2 separate regions of the Danio rerio genome follow, and region 2 is linked to region 1. A link is a contact called in public Hi-C data. All regions are on one chromosome and are shown on one strand. Each heading gives the region's core, a stretch centred on a gene start, on an enhancer-like site or on the middle of the called end of the contact. The rest is flanking DNA. Distances are from core to core; before and after follow the strand shown.

Region 1 (2,700 bases), core at 126-2,625:
TGCGGTGGTGACCCCAGATTAATAAAGGGACTAAGCTGAAAAGAAAATGAATAAATGAATGAAAGAATAAATAACATGAAAGAATTTTATTTTTAAATCCTTTATAATTACAATCCCTGTATTTCTTTACTATGTAAACAATTCTTCACAATACACATACTTTAATTCTAATCTTAAAAAACAATAACACATTTATTCTTCGAATGCAATTGTGTAGAAAATCTTTGGGCAGAAGTATCTTGGCTTGTCTTCTCAGCTTACAAAACTTTTTTGATTTTAAGACAATTAATCTATTGTTTTTGATTTGGGAGTCAGACTGTAAGGAAGTGGACAATGTTGACTTTTTTTTACTCTTTGTGGCCTTTTCCATCTTCATAGATGTAGAGTCATTGAGTGTATGCCTAATTTTAGAATGTTTTGCATCGATTTGAAACTTCATTATGAATCTGGCTATTGTTAAATAAGAAACCAACTGTGCTGTTGAAAAAATAGTATAGCTATAAGCCTTACTTTTAAACGATCACATCCCTTTTGATACGCCTATATATTTATATATTTGAATAATTTACTTATATTGTAAGATATTTACGGTTAAAGTCAGAATTAGTAAACCCTTTGAATTATTATAATTTCTGTTTAACACAGACAAGATTTTTTCAACACATCTCTAAACATAATAGTTTTAATAACTCATTTCTAACAACTGAATTATTTGATGTTTTCCATGATGACAGTAATTATTATATATTTTTAAGACCCTTCTATTCAGTTTAAAGTTACATTTAATGGCTTAACTAGGTTAATTAATTTAACTAGAAAGGATAGGGTAATTAGGCAAGTTATTGTAATGGTTTGTTCTGTAGACTATTGAAAAAATATATAGCTTAAAGGGGCTAAACATTTTTACCCTAAATGTTTTTTATTATTATTAAAAAACTGCTTTTATTCTAGCTGAAATAAAACAAACAAGACTTTTTCTAGAAGAAAAAATTATATCAGACATACTGTGAAAATTTCCTTGCCCTGTTAAACGTCAATTGGTAAATATTTAAATAAGAAAAAATGGGGGTTAATAGTTCTGATTTTAATACTATGTTTAACTTATTTTGATTTATTTTCTTTTAATTTCATTTTTTCTTTAAGTATTAGTTATTCTTTCATGTATTGTTTTTTTTATATTTTGTTATGTAACTAGCTATACAATAAATATGTATTAATTTGTATTCAAGTCACATAATATTAGCACAAATTGCATGTTTTACGTATGCCCTGTTTCTAATGTTAAAAAATAAATAAATAAACCTTCTCGGATCAGCTGTTCACGCCTCACGTCAGTTCCTGTAACGTCAAAACGACTCCTGCGTTGCATGCTGTGTGTGCGCATGTGCGTGTTGTTCAGCTCTGTTTATGTTGGAGTGTGTGTGTTTGAGTGTGCTCCACCACCTCAACATACTGCGCACTTTACGAACCGAGAGCGCGGACACCGAGATGGCCGCAGCCGCTCCGAACCCGGAGGACGCCAGCCGAAACAGCAGCAGTCCAAGTACGCCGAGTGCTCTAATGGGAGACGGAGAGTCCGAGGAGGCCGAGGAGTTCGCCTCCGCTACTCACTGCTCGGAGCTCTCCCGGCGGCAGAATGAACAGCGGAAGCTCGGGCTCTTCTGTGATGTGACACTTGCGTTCAGCAGTGCTCCGGGAGCAGCAAACAACTTCGAATTCAACGCTCACCGCTCGGTCTTAGCAGCAGCCACAGATTACTTCACCCCTCTACTCGGGGGACAGTTTTCGGAGTCGGTGACGCGACGGGTGGAGATGAAGGAGTGGAGCAGCGAGGCAGGCCTCGATCAGGAGACGGTGGAGAGCGTCATACAGTTCATGTACACGGGCGAGATCCGAGTGAGCACCGCCAATGTTCACGAAGTGTTGGAGCTCGCGGACAGGTGAGGGATCATTAGGATGTGTCAAAACTCGGCGAGCTGCCTAACTTAATAAGACAACATTGGTATGTTTGGTCACTATACGTTACTCTCTGGACATCATATTAGGCGTAGTGTAGCGCATTTAGGCATCACCGACACCTTCAGAACAAGCAGCGTTTTGGCGTCGTTACTGCTTGCGGCATTTGTAGTATTATAGGCGGCGTTTGCAGCATTCGGGGTAAAGCTATCAAAAAATCTATTTCAGGTACGCAGCATTTGTTCAACATGGGCATATTCGAAAGCCCCGTCTACAAGTAAAATACATTTTAAATATGTATTTTTCCATGTTTTAGCTAATGCAGTGTAGTTCCACTGTATTCCCATTATTTTTTTAATATTTGTAATTTTACACAAATGTTTATAATGTTTGTTCACTTATTCATATGGATTGTGATTGAGGTCAAAAAGTTGCATAGCGTGAAATGAATATCTACAAATCCAGTGATTTAGTCTTTTGCCTGAATGTTATCACATGACATGTTAGAATATTTCATAACTGTTAACAAATGTCAGTGGTATATCTAAAAATGAATCTCGAATATTAGTTTGCAAAATGTAAATTGGTGATATTAAAATTTTATAGACAAATTTTAAAACTGATTATATGGCACTTATTTTAACAACACATGGGTAGTGCATCAAGAAACATTTTACTTTTTGTGTTTATAGAATGTAATTTTTTTGTAGCCCCTCGGTCATCTGCTGTTTATCAAAATAATTA
Region 2 (2,700 bases), core at 23-2,522, 180 kb before region 1:
ATACAACTGACAAAATATTCTATACTTGAAATGCATATTTGAAATGTATGAAAAATACAGCCCATCTCTGCCTAGGCGTCATTACTTATCTGCAGTCAAAATAGCTGATAGCTCAAAGCCATTTTGTTGGCTTTGCTAGAGCATTTTCAGTGCTGAAAGTATCTAAATTGGATAAAAGTATTTTTTGTTATGTTTTATTTGGACAAATTACATTTAGTTTCTTATCCATTTCATTCTTGGTATGAATATAAATAGTTTAATAAAATAAATTTTGTTAAATATGTGAGATTATATACTTTTTAAATATCATATCAGAGAAAAGGTAAGATGTTATATGAAAACACGGCTTGAAGCTAACACATCATTCAGAAATTGTAAGATTGTAAAGATATAAACAGAAAGATGCTAACACAGGATTTAAAAAGCCTTTTCTGTTGTTATGTTTTGTATTAAATTGTAACGGTCATTTTAATCATTATAGGCTACTGTATGTTTTGACCCTCCCCAAGAGATTAAATAAAATAGTTAATTCATTTTAAGACAGGAATTCACGCATCTACATCACATTTAAAAGGAAACAAATAGACTGTCTAACGTTTGAGTGAAGGCAAAGAGCTTAGAATGTGATTCTAATAAGCTCTTTGAGTTATCTTATATTTCATTTTAGCCATTTCAATAAAAGCATTTTTCGGTAGATGGCAGCATTTTCCCACTAATTTACAGCGCATTATGCCCATGAGCGAAATTTAAATAGACCTACCCTTAAAAATTCCTTAAAGTTATTAACTTTGCATTAATTTACATTAAAACCTTTTGAATAAAGTATAAAAAAAAACTAGTGATTAAATTTAGTTTTAATTGATTTACTCTTTTTAAACCCATATTTGACAAATAGGCCTACATGTATCAAAACAGCTACTAGCTGTAGTAAATAGTGTACGCACGTTTACAACTCTTGGTTAATTTACTATACTGAATCTATGTTATCATAAACGGATAAACTACTTATGTAGTAGTAGGCTACTCTTAGGTTTTACTTGCGTCACGTTTAATTAAAAACACACTTCCGCAAAGGATACATCCCTGCTCATCACTACTGAAAAAGCCTCTCTCTAGACAGCAGAGGTTGATGTCTTGTAGAGTTGATGACCCGCTTTTTGGGTCGCAGTCGGAGGAGCTAGGTAATGAGGAAGCATAGCCCATTGAGAGCGGGACTGTCTGATCAGGTGCTGCCTTTACGTTGATTAACACTAATTGCATGCCATTCAATTAACTGATCTAGTTGGACATGGTTTTTCCTATCGCTCACAACACACTCCTGATTTACACTTTAGGAAAGCTGTGAATTAGTTTTTGTTTGAGGTCTTGTTGGTTTGTGAATTTTGTTGAGAAATTCAAGGTAAGCACAAACCTTTAAAACACTTTACTCTAAAATAAAATCTTTAATAAATAATAAATTTGCTTACAATAAGCATTAGATCAGGTGAAGACAATTTGTAAAGTGTGAAAATACTTAGTATAGTAATAATGATCAAGTAAAATATCGCTCCTAAACAAAACTAAAATACGCTTAAGGTGTTTTTTTTTATTCTTCTTCATTGCTTTGCAACAATTCTGTCTAAATGACTAAAACCCTCACTTGTTATGTTCTGCTTTAGGGATGGCTGCTATATCTACTCATGAACCCATTGGTGGTTTGTCAGGCGTTCTTAGTGAACCACTGCATGCACAGGCCCCTCTATGCGCTGGTCCTCTGCCCTCCAGAATACTACACCCAGATGAGCAGCTTCAGCTAAACCAGCAATTTTATGTTCCCACTGTTCAGCCTTTCATGCCCTATCAGTTTCCTACATCATCTCTATGTGTGCCATACAGTGGATTTCATGGCTTAGGTATTTTGCTTGGCTTGTGCTTTTTTTTTTTTTTTCATCTTTTTTCATTTTACTAAATGCTGTTTGGACTGTTGCTAGAGATTGACATAATTTTTATTTTATTTATGCTTGTTTGTTTACCTAATGAACTGCAATTGTTCTACAATATTTCCACAAGTACATGTATAACATGATGTGCTATATTTAGTGATAAATTCTATTGTTGGCCTTTGTGTCAATGGTTTACCTCATTTATGCAGGAGGAGTAACCCAAATTTAAATTATTTAAAATGCAAATTAACCAGAAGATGAGACCATCTTATTTTTTGGAATTTGACTTGGTACCTAGAGAAACAGAATATTGAATCAGAAAACCATGGCATGGCTTGCTTTTTCAACTGTGAACTGAATGGATCCAGTAAAGTAGGCATTTCGTTTAGGAAGATTGGAAAAGTTATTACAACCTAACAGACACCTCTTCTACATTTTTGTTTGTTGTCAAAACTGACAGTTGGAGGGTCGTGGTTAAGCCCAAAGACATGTAACCTGACATTTGCAAAAAGTGCATTTATAGTTATCAATTAAAGCTTAAAGGGCAAACTTTTTTTTCTTCTTTTAAATGATCTGTACAGATGAATTGTTATCTACAAAACTAGCAATGTAAACTAACAAATAAAATAAAACTAACCATATAATTGTAAGCATTAAGTTTGTAGCATTCAGTGTAATAATGATTTGGAAGAAATCTGTGGTTGTCTTGCAAATTTACATATTGTAAAACATCTGCCTTGCATTTTTTTGTTTTAAAGAGAGCCTTTCTAATTATGAG

The links. A called contact is a pair of places that touch in the nucleus more often than the background predicts.
Region 2: a contact with region 1 is called in a Hi-C map of hematopoietic stem cells, with 2.2 times the contacts expected there. The contact joins the promoter of buc2l here to the promoter of klhl11 in region 1. A contact is called at or near these places in 2 of 18 Hi-C or Micro-C datasets (caudal fin and hematopoietic stem cells) and 1 of 4 datasets of contacts at active chromatin or transcription factors (embryo).

Annotation. Positions count from the first base shown.
Region 1 is chr12:14,538,412-14,541,111 of GRCz12tu, reverse strand. It overlaps klhl11 (kelch-like family member 11), which reads left to right and starts at 1,375. Exons shown (of 2, transcript NM_199783.2): 1 at 1,375-1,940. The coding sequence starts at 1,489. The region is part of intron 22 of aclyb (ATP citrate lyase b); the gene reads left to right.
Region 2 is chr12:14,716,676-14,719,375 of GRCz12tu, reverse strand. It overlaps buc2l (bucky ball 2-like), which reads left to right and starts at 1,272. Exons shown (of 5, transcript XR_012387889.1): 1 at 1,272-1,399; 2 at 1,659-1,892.